Linked DNA regions of Mus musculus: region 2 is linked to region 1. A link is a contact called in public Hi-C data. All regions are on one chromosome and are shown on one strand. Each heading gives the region's core, a stretch centred on a gene start, on an enhancer-like site or on the middle of the called end of the contact. The rest is flanking DNA. Distances are from core to core; before and after follow the strand shown.

Evidence for each region. Hi-C and Micro-C count contacts between places; a contact is called where the count stands out from the background.
Region 2: a Hi-C map of group 2 innate lymphoid cells shows a contact between it and region 1, with 2.2 times the contacts expected there. The contact joins the promoter of Kcna4 here to the enhancer-like site in region 1. A contact is called at or near these places in 1 of 15 datasets of contacts at CTCF or cohesin (the NIH/3T3 cell line), 4 of 484 Hi-C or Micro-C datasets (cerebral cortex, forebrain and group 2 innate lymphoid cells) and 1 of 115 datasets of contacts at active chromatin or transcription factors (neural progenitor cells).

The regions. Positions count from the first base shown.
Region 1 is chr2:107,003,208-107,009,049 of GRCm38.p6, reverse strand. No RefSeq gene overlaps it. Among named protein-coding and RNA genes, the nearest start is that of Arl14ep, 32 kb to the right of the region's middle. Within about 2 kb of position 3,024, at least 16 of the 459 cell types and tissues checked have an H3K27ac peak or open chromatin away from gene starts, as enhancers often do. A contact at or near this core is called in group 2 innate lymphoid cells, where this site is marked.
Region 2 is chr2:107,286,329-107,292,152 of GRCm38.p6, reverse strand. Kcna4 (potassium voltage-gated channel, shaker-related subfamily, member 4) reads right to left here and starts at 1,564. Exons shown (of 2, transcript NM_021275.4): 1 at 1,082-1,564.

The DNA.
Region 1 (5,842 bases), core at 1,775-4,274:
AGAGTTTTGCAACTGTGTCTGATGTTACTGGTTACATTCACACACCCAATTCATAAATGTTTGTAATTTTATAGCGATCAGAAGGCTTTGAAATTAAGAAACAAACTTTTTCAGAGATGTTATCCTTAGGCACATATTTGAAAAAAATATGTCAGGATATCACAGAGATACCAGCACATCTATATTTAATACTGCACTATCAACAATAGTCAAGTTACGGGATCAGCCTAGATATCAAACAACACAAAAAGAAAGCTTGGTGCATTTGATGGTTTGAATGAGAGTGGCCCCCAAAGTCTCGTATGATTGAATAATTGGTTCACAATTTGTGGAGATGTTTGGGAAGGATTAGGGGGTGTGGCCTTGTTTAAAGAGGGTGACTTTGAGGTTTCAAAAGATTTGCTTCATTCTGTTCTGTGTCTCTGTGTGTCTCTGTCTCTGTTTCTCTATTTCTCTATCTATGTGTGTGTGTCTGTCTATCTGTCTGTCTGTCTGTCTGCCTTCTGATTGTGAATGAAAGTATAAGCTCTCAACCATACCTGCCGACTTGCTATTTTCTCTGCCATGATGGTCATGGACTCACCCTCTGAAAGTGTAAGCTTCAAATAAATGCTTTCTTTTATAAGTTTCACAATGTTTTATCACACCAATAGCAAAGTAATTTAAATAGTACATATATATATAATGGACTTTTATTCAGCCATAAGGGATGAAATTATGTCATTTGAAAAATATGTATCACTTCTGCCATTGTTGGTGGGATTGCAAGATGATATAACTATTCTAGAAATCAGTCTGGTGGTTCCTCGGAAAATTGGACATAGTACTACCTGAGGACTCTATACCTATACAGCTATACCACTCCTGGGCATATACCCCAAAAAGATTCTCCAACATATAGCAAGGATACATGCTTCACTATGCTCATAGCAGCCTTATTTCTAATAGCCAGAAGCTGAGACATCCTTCAACAGAGGAATGGATACAGAAAATGTGGTACATTTACAAAATGGTACACCACTCAGCTATTAAAAACAATAAATTCATTAAATTCTTAGGCAAAAGGATGGAACTAGAAAATATCATCCTGGGTGAGGTAACCCAATCACAAAAGAACACACAAGATATGCACTCACTGATATGTGGATATTAGCCCAAAAACTTGGAATACCCAAGATACAATTCACAGACCACATGGAGCTCAAGAAGAAAGAAAACCAAAATGTGGATACTTCGGTCCTTCTTAGAAGGGGGAACAAAATACCCATGGGAGGAAATAAAGAGATACAGTGTGGAGCAGAGACTGAAGGAAAGGCCATCCAGAGATTGCACCAAGTTGAGATCCATCCCATATACAGTTATCAAACCCAGACACTATTATGGATGCCAACAAGTGCTTGCTGACAGGAGGCTCATATAGCTGTCTCCTGAGAGGTCAGAGCCTTACAAATACAGACATGGATGCTCTCAGTCAACCATTGGACTGAGAACAGGGTCTCCAATGGAGGAGTTAGAGAAAGGACTGAAGGAGCTGAAGGGGTTTACAACCCCATTAAAGGAACAATAATATCAACCAATCAGACCCCCCAGAGTTCCCAGGAACTAAGCCATCAACCAAGGAGTACACATGGAGGGACCCAGCCGCACATGTAGCAGAAGATGGCCTTGTCAGCCATCAATGGGAGGAGAGACCCTTGGTCCTGTGAAAGCTCAATGCCCCAGTGTAGGGGAATTCAAGGGCGGGGAGGCAGGAGTGGGTAGATGGATAGGAAAACACCCTCATAGAAGCAGGGGCAAGTGGGATGAGGCAAGGGGTTTGGGGGGAAGGGGATAACATTTGAAATGTGAATAAAGAAAATATCCAATAAAAATTATTTTAAAAAGAAAAATATGAATATAGAAACAGAAGCAGCAACTACAAACCCTACACGGATCTACACCGGGTTCTCTGCATGTATATGGTAGCTTCTCAGTACATTTAGTACTTTTATGGGACTACTTTATATGTAGTGGGTCTCTGATTCCTGTGCCTTCTCTCAGGGTTCTTTTATTTTTCTGTTGGCTTGACTTGTGCCACTTTGATATAATGGGTTTTGTTTTATCATATTATATTTCATTTTGTTGTGTTTTGTTGTTATTTCTTAGAAGCCTGTTATTTTTTAATGAGAGAAGAAAGGAAGTAGATCCAAATGGGAGAAGAGGTGATGGTGGTAGCTGGTAGGGGTGGAGGGAAGGGAAACTATTCAGGTTAATTGGTCTGTTTAATAAAAGAGAAAAAAATAAACACATTTCGAATGCAAAAGAAGGAGGAGGGGGAGAAGGGAGGGGAAGAAGAGGAAAAAAATGTGTGAAACTGGAAATCATTGTGCCAAGCAAAACACAGAAGATTGAACATTATAAACATTGCATGATTTTTTTCCCTCTTATGGGTAATCTAGAGTATGTGAAAGGACCCACCAGAAGGTGACAGGAGAGACAGTAACGGGAGGCTGGCTATGGTCAAAGCATGGAGGACATGCATGGAAATGCTAAAATGAAGGCAACTCCTTTGTAGGTAAAATGAAAGAAGTTGAAACTGAAGGAACTTTTGGAATACACTCTAAGCGTACAAGCCTGGGCTTTAAAATTAAGTAACTTTGTGGAGGTAAAAAAAATATTTATTTATACCTAACTTAATCATGAAATATTTGACTATATATTTTAATTTAGATTTTTCTCTATTTTTAATTATTTATTAATTTGGATTTCCTTCTTAACTTCGATGTTTTTTAAAGAACATGAATAAACAAATCCACCAATGTCTGTTGGGAGCCAAAACTAATTTTTTTATAATAATCCAAGTGAAAAAGATGACTACCAAGTGTTAAGACATAAAGCTGGACCTCCTCCCCAAGCTGACTAAGTCCAGACAAAGGTCACCAACGGAATGTTTCAAGAATTACCACAAGATGATTCCAGACCTGACTGACGCAAACAGCAGATGTCATAACCACAAGATGTACTTTTAGATATCGCACCTCCCCTTGTAGTCACCAAGGAAAATTACCACTGCTCCCCCCTGCCCTTCTGTATAAGGGTTATTTCCCCTTTGATCTTTTTGTATAAAAACTACAAGTTTTGCTGAATACAACGAGACCTTGACAAGATTCAGACTGACTCCATGTCATTTCTGTGCTTGGCACCCATTTCTCTCTCACCCCCCATTTGGTTTCAGGAGCAGTCCCCTCGAGACCCACGAATAACTGGACCTGCTGGACGGGTTAATTGTCTTCTCCTCCTCTGGGCAAACAGGAGGTTGCACATCTTGGTCCCAGTACTTGAGAAAAGAAAAGCCATCCAGTTAGTTCTACTCAATGACATTTGGGAGGTGAGGCAGTGACAACCATACCTTTCTCTGGTTCTCTTGTCCTCCCACAGAAATAAGAAAGATTCTCTTCCAGATGCTTCATTCAAAACAGTAGAGGGTCTTTATCCCTGGGTTTCTTGGGCAACTGTAGAGCACAGAACTTCAGTCTCTCATTAACCTGCAATGGATATGTAATGTAAGACAGTCATAAAGACTGTTGTATTAAACCAGTAAGACCAGAAAATGATGTTAATGTGGCACAGACTAACCACTATTAGGGCTTTGTTGCTTTGTTTTACATAATTTGATGTCTTTCTTTTGCAGATCTTCAGTGTCCTCAGGTATCCTTTAAGAAGCCTCTTGGGACCAGGTGTGGTGGTGCACACCTTTAATCCCAGCACTTGGGAGGCAGAGGCGGGTGGACTTCTTAGTTTGAGGCCAGCCTAGTCTACAAAGTGAGTTCTAGGACAGCCAGGGCTATACACAGAAACCCTGTCTAGAAAAACCAAAAGAAAAAAGAAAGAAGCCTCTTGGATGCTATATCCATAGGCATCTAATGCATAAAACAAGCATAGGGCACAGAAGTTAAAGAAAGAAGTTCGTAAGAAGTTTAAAAAGTGGAAGAACTCAGTGACTATGTATTATGCTATATAGAAAGAGAATGAAGTCAATTCCAAAGAGTTATTTGGATTGCATGAGGTGTCCTAGATGCTGAAAGAGCCTCTGGGTTCTTAGAAGGAACAAAACGGATGGGCACTATCTAGACAACATGTGTGTTTCAGTACAGCAACTTCCAAGTTATAATGAGCGGCTTCCCCCAGTGACACCAAATAAGCAAGAAAAGATGCTTCTAATACTAAATAAAAGAGAATTTATCTAGGACACTGAACTGTGTTGAGTCCCCAAGCCATTATGAAAGGCTGAGAAGGATGGACTCCCAACAAGGAAAAGGAGAGAGGAAGAAACACTTCTCTCCAAGCAACCTATGAGAGAGAAAATGAGATATGATGGTGACTAGTCAAAACCAAGAAACAGAGCCGGGTGGTGGTGGCACACGCCTTTAATCCCAGCACTTGGCAGGCAGAGGCAGGCAGATTTCTGAGTTCGAGGCCAGCCTGGTCTACAAAGTGAGTTTCAGGACAGCCAGAGCTACACAGAGAAACTCTGTCTCAACAAAACAAACAAACAAACAAAACAAGAAACAGAGGCTTTTGAAGCTTCTGGCCTTGAAAGCTTCTCTCTCCAGATCAGCTAGTAATCCATAATTAAAGCAAAACCTCGGAAAATGCTCGCTGGGGAGCCTAAGGCAGGGGCCCAGTCTCTGTTGTCACAATTCTATTTTTCATATTTTGCTTTCACTTTTGTTCTTATAATGCCTACACTTTTTAAAATATAGATTTCTAGATAATTAATGCAGTAATTGTCTTTTATTAAATGGTGTTCTCAAAGTAAAGTTTATCTCATCTGATACACTTGAGCTTCCTATGTAGTCAAGGATGACTATGAACTTCTACACCTTCTGCTGAGAGTGCAGGTCTGATCCACCGCACCTAGTTTTCTGTGGTACAGGGGATCAAACCATGGCCTCCTGAATCTTGAGCTTGTGCAGCAATTTCAAGAGATGAGATGAAACATTCCATCCTGAAAAAAGATTCCCTAAGACTTGAGAAGTAATATTTTTTAATTGCTTGAAACTTTCATGCATGCATATAATCTATTTTGAACACATCCAACCCCTTTTAATTCCTTCCAACTCTCCCCTTAGGCTTCGCACCACCTTTTCCCTCCTAGTTTTATGTGCTCTTCTTTTTTCAACCCACTGAGTCCAGTTAGTGATCCCTATAAATTCATGTGTGTGGAACCACCTACTGGTGTAAGAGTAGCTTCTTAGAGCCTGAATTCCCAAAGAGAGCACAGGCTTCCTTCCAATTCTAGGATCCATCAATTGTCAGTAGCTCCTCAGCTACATGTGAGGTCTATGAGGCCCTCCACCATCTCTGCTGGATTCAGGTTGGCTTGATCTTATACAGGTCTTGTGTCTTAAGACACAGGTGCAGTGAATTTATGTATGCAACAGTACTGTCCTGCCTGACAAATACTGATTCACAGCAGCTGTCCCTTTCCTAGGCCTCTTGGATCTTCTGGCTGCTCTGCTGCAGTGACCTCTGAGCCCTGAGAGAAGGAATGTTATATAAATGTCCTATTTAAAACTGAGCACCTCAAAATGCTCAGGAGTTTTTACATTCTGATGAGTTGTAGTTCTCTGTATTAATCACCATTTACTGTAAAAAAGAAAATAAAAACAAGCCTTTCTAAGGGGAGTTGGGAGGTGTCGCACTCTATGTGTACAAAGATATAAAATTAGCAGAAAATTTTTGCTATATTAATTTAGTAGAATAATAGCACTAGGTTTTCCCTTAGGGCCTATGACCTAGCCAACCATGAATTTCTGGCCCAGTTAAGAGTATTGGACATAAATTCTGTCTTACTATGGAG
Region 2 (5,824 bases), core at 315-2,814, 280 kb before region 1:
AGAAAACTGTTTTCCTTTCAATTGGCTACTAGTTACCTTACTATCCTAGAGAGACAGAAAGAAGGAAAGGGGGAAGGGAGGGAGAGAGGTAAGTAGGCAGTGAAGCAGGGAGGCATGGTGGGAAAGGGGAGATAGAGAAAAGAAAGTGAAAGAAAGAAAGAAAGAAAGAAAGAAAGAAAGAAAGAAAGAAAGAAAGAAAGGAAGGAAGGAAGGAAGGAAGGAAGGAAGGAAGGAAGGAAGGAAGACAGAAAGAAAAGACAAATTGTAAACCCACCAAACCATTTTTTCAAACAAACCAAGCTGATTTAAAATCTCTCTTTCTCCAGGTATTCTTCTTAGGAGAATCAAGCAGACTTTATGCAAGAGACCTTCTTAACACCATTAAACTAATAGGATTTGCAGGGCACCTATTCTTGCTTCTATGTTCCCAAATACCAACAAGCATTCCCTCTTCCCTTCCTACCCAACAACAACAAGGCTGCTTTCCTTTCTAGATGCTAATTTCTGCAACTGTGTTAGGGTGGTACCTGAACCAAATTTGGGAGAAGGGCAGAGAGGGACAAAATTAAAACATAAAAAGGTGATAGAATCAGAAAAACCAACACCAAGAAACACGTACATCAACTCAACGCACACCATTTATCCAGTCCCTGTGGACTGCTCAAACACTCTGAAAATGCATGCCATCTGAATGTTGGGAGAGGCAACAATACAGACCGGCTCATCAGCTGTTCGCAAAGGAGAGGAACGGTGAGGCTGGGATCAGGCAAAACGAAAATGATGCTGAATCTAAACCCCACCTCGTTGGGGGAACGACATCTTTAATTGCGCCCTAGCCTCCAGACCTGGGTTCCCGCTCTGGCACATTAAGCAGGGCGCACTCGCCCCATCCCCTGGGTTGCCCCTGGAGCGCCGCGTAGCATCTGCACCTCCCTTCTCCCACCTCCTGGTTTATTTTTAACCGCCTTCCATTCATGTCCTTCTGTCACATTCTCAATATTATTTATTCCTCAAATGTCCACAGTTTCTCAACAGCCAAAAGAGTAAGGTGAAGGAAAGATAAGAAAGATCTCATACTTACCATTCCCAGCAAGTGCGAAAAATAAAAATAGACGAAAAAAATCCCCCCCGGTGATTTGTTTCCCCTTTTCCACGCTGCAACAGCTGGAGGAGGGGCAGAATCATTGGGGGTGGGGGCGCAGTACAAAAAAAATCGCTCAGGTTTGGCAGGTGGAGGATCCCAAATATCCACGGAACAAGTTCGGTTGTCTTGGCCAGGGGGCTAGGGGGTATTGCAGAGTCCTCGTTACTGGAGCCCAGAGGTGGAGATTGGGGACGCCCCAAGGTAGACCCCGGAGATTTCTGGTTCCTCTGGAGTTCGGCACAGCAGACATGGGCTGGGAACGGAAGTCAAGGTTCTCCGAAAAAGACTCAAAATCCTAGACAGCAGCGATCACTTGTTAAGCCTGCATTCCTTCTCCAGTATCCATCCCAGTCTTGCTCTCTAGCTGGCTGCAGGAGCAGCACACGCCTCCCCAGGCTGCCAGCGCGCACGGGCGGGGGCGGGGCCTGGCCGGGCCGAGGGTGTGGCCTTTGGGGCTGTCACTAGGGGTGCCTCCCCGCATGGCTGGGCGGGCACAGTCACGACGCTGCGACCCCACCCGTCGGCCCAGCCCCCACGACTGCTTAGCTTCTGGAAACTATCCCAGGAGCACTTGGGTATCACCCCCAAGCGAGGAGCAAATCCCGGAGGCAGATGTGTCCCGTAGGAACTGGAATAGAAGTCCAGGACCGACCACAGCACAGGTGCCACTAGAGACACTGGGAGAGAGGGACTTCGATGAAAGATGCAGTCCAGAAAATGGGGTGGATAGCTTGGGGCAGCTTCCCTTCTTACCCTGATCTTTTATCTCCCCAGACATTGGTCATCTGTTTACCCCTAGAGGTGTGGTAGTAGGGCTCAGGTGCATCTCTGGCCAGACTGCAGGTCCAGAAATCCTCCCCCTCCCCTCCCCGTGAGTACACCCCAACCTTAGTCTCAGCGTTCCTGGAACACTGAGAGTCTGCAGCTTCAGCTGCTGGCCCAGTTGGCACAGAGAAAGATCAACTTTACCCATGTATTAGACCATATGTTAGAGACTGGTCGAATATGAAGTCTGACCCCCGGCGAAGGCTACTGTGTACAGGAGGCTCAAGTCACAACAGGAGGGAGGCTGGAGGGTTATGGACAAACTGTTAAAAATGGCCTAGGCTGGAGCTTTTGAAAGGCTGAGTTGACCCCTCTGTGAAACTGTTGCTGCAAAGATAATTGAAGCTGAACTGGAGAGCCCATGTGGGCCATTGGAGAGGCTTTATATTAGTGCCCCAAACTTTACTGCCATCCACTTGTTTGTTTGTTTGTTTGTTTGTTTGTTTGTTTGTTTAAGTACTCCACATTTCCTATCCTATAAGCAACTAAGTGTGTCTCTAGGAAGGCAACCCCACCCCAGATAAACTTTAGGTGCTTTTTCATTAGTGGTTAGTTTGTGGATGTCTCTGGGACATAGATGTGGTATACAAGAAAGGTTAGCTCAGAGACCGGGCAGGGTGTAGTGGGAGGGGAATCAAGGTGATGGTCAGGTTTGGGTCTTGGGCCATCTCCCTCAGCACACCTTATGGTTTGAATAAGCAGTACGGTACACAGGTCCAGCTACGGGAGCAGATCAGTCCTGGGCTGGTCAGTTGGCACCTGGGTAGCTGTACTCTCCAGCAGCTTTGTTCATGGGCCCTATTGGGCTTCCTTCTTTTGTGATTCCTGATTAATTATTAAGGAAAATATTCCTGAGCTGAATTATAGATATGCCCCTGTGCACTGCACTCACCCTGTCGCTGCTGACGTGGGGAAAGACACCTGGAAGACTGCTTTAGTTGTTTAATTTTTAAAATAATGGGGTGGGGGCTGAAATGTAATTACTGAAGGGGAAACAAGCAAATAAGCTGTAATGTGGGATCTGGTTTTCCTATCTTCTTCCAGTCAGAGCACCTTGAGATTATGGCACAAACAAATTTATCCCAAACACCCTCCACAACCACCCCATCCCTGCCCCACCCCTACCCTGTAGGTGGAGGAACAGAGAAAAGTTCCTACAGGCACCTAGAGAAGCTACTTGTTCCAAGTCGTTCCAAATTGGAGCTCATTCCAGCAAATGGGAGGGACTGACTTCTCCAAAACTGAAAGCAATCATTTTTGATTCCAAAATAAAGGTTAGGTCCTTGTGCAGTCTTACAGGTGCCAGAAAGAGAGGACTGACTTACTGTTAGGCCATCAGAAGGATGTTTTAGAGAATGGTAGAATCAGGGCTGAGGGCATAGGGTATAAGATCTTGGGACCAGTTTCCAAAAGCAATTTGTAAGATCAATCCACAATAGCTATGGAATGCTTCCAGAGAGTTGAAAGATGAGATTGAGTAATGTACTAAAGATAATGGTTGTATCGAAGCTCGGATGTTTTTATTGGATCACATGGAAACTTTGCAAAGTATGCTTATACATGTCACTGGCTATTTATTCTTCTTGTGGTCCAGAAAGTTTTAAACATTTAAATGCCTGAAGTTTTCATAAGCATCTTTCTTTCTTAGGTATCAGGAAGAGAAACTACTAAATAATAGCAACAATTCACCTGAATAGAAGGCACTCTAATGACAATACTCATTCAGAACATGGAACAAGTATTTATTGACTACTTGGTCATGGTATGGACTAGTCATTGAGTGACCATCCCATCACTGACAATGTTCTAAGTTATCTGCATGCATGTTGTCTTGCTTAACCTGCACGACTAAACATTATGTATGATTGGTACTATTCTGTCACTATGATATAAAGAAATTGAGATTCGCATGGGTTATAAAACTTTGACTGAAGTTGTTTAATTTATGATATAGTAGCAGAATTAGCCCTTATATGTGTGGCTTTGCAACATACGGAAAGCTTCTCCTCAGTTTCAGTGATGCCACACAGTCTGTGCCCACGTATCCATGTAAGCAAATACCTGTCACAGATTCACAGATCTCAACCTGTGCTATGATGCAGATATGAAAGTGCCACATCTGAAATACAAAGAACCTTAACAGCATCCAATCCAAAGGAAACAAATAAGGACTTCCAAGGAAAAAAGGAAGTCTGAAGATTCGTGAGAGTGGCTCCTGTGGAAAATAGGTAGGTTCCAGGTGCTAGGGTTAGGAACACTAAGCCTAACCCACTGGAATGGTTAGGTTAAGATCAGACCACCTAAAAATAACATGCCCCACTCTCAGCTCTCTGCCCCCATTCCAGAACAAACATATAAAAACACAAGCATGTACACATATACAGTTATGCACATGCACGTGCAGAGAGAGAGACAGACAGACAGAGAAGCATGCACACACATACTCCATTTTCCCACTTAAGTAATTTTTTTATAAAATAAGAATCATTGCATTTCTCTCTCTCCCTCATACTCTTTGGGTTTGTTTAGAGCCTCACAAACTGAGCTGAGAGATTTTAATTTAATTTAATTTAATTTAACTTTATTTTATTCTACTGTAACCTACAAAATCTCTACCTTGACTAAGTCCTAAAATTCTCATTTTTCTAGAAAACTTATTTTCTTGCCTTTCTTAATCATCACCTAACCAAAACTTTATAAGCCTCCCAACCTCCACACTCACCTATTACCTCGAATAATTTATCCTTGGTTTTGAAGTCTCCCGTTAATGGCACAAATGTTCTAGCTTGCGACATGAAGTCTTTCTTTCTGTAGAATGGAGCAAAACCCAGCAGAATTTCTTTTGCACAAAGCAGGTTGGGAGGCCTGTGGGACTTTACTTAGTCCATTATGAAGGTTTCTGTACTCTTTGGTGAGTGTGTCCTGAATAGCAAATGAATAGCATTGTTTGGCTACCCCTTACTGCCTCTTTAACAAGCCCGTGACACTTTGCTGAAAACAAGTGCTTCCTTCCACCCCAGGCACCCCGCACCCTTCCTCTGGAAACAAAAACTGTACCTGTCCCAGGTTGTGGATCAATAAAGAAAGATTTCCACTGTATGTTGGGAAATAACTAAATGGGGGTCACTACTTTTATATCTTCTAATTCCAAATCCTCAGATCACCAATTTTAAAGTTCTGAAGTGATGTAAAGATGAGAAAGAACCAGAGAACTTATTTCCATGCCGCCCCCTCCAGATTCATAGGCGGAGATCTTCTGAGCAGCCCACTATTCTCAATGCAAGTGAGCCACTCAGCTAGGTGTTACTCATAGTTGGTGTTTCCAATGACTGCTCACTCTCATTTCCCATTCTATTACATCTTATGCATATTCTACTCAGGTCTGGAGATTCAGAAAGGCATATTTATTTCTGACTGCAGTCCATTTAAGTTTCTATAGCAAAGTATCATAAACTTAGTGGCTTACAAATAACAGAATTTATTTCTTAAAATAATGCAGGTTAAGAAACCCAAGAACATGATGCTGACAATATCTGTATTTATGGAGTTCCCATCTCTGGGTTCACAAAAGCTTCTTCTAGATAAAACACCCCCATAGTATGGATAGTGAGGTAGCTTTAAAGACTTCTTTTATAAAGGCACTAATCACATTCTTGAGAAATTTCCTGGGATAATGGTATAATCACCTCCTAATAGCATCCCCTCAGGGGTTAGAATCACAACTTTAGAATCTGGGATGGACACATTCAGCATTCAGACCACAGTAATGAAAGAACCTCAACCCTTGAGAGAAAGAAGGACCACTGAACTGTGACCTTGATTACAGCAGATGCCAAGTAGAATAGAGAGGAAGCT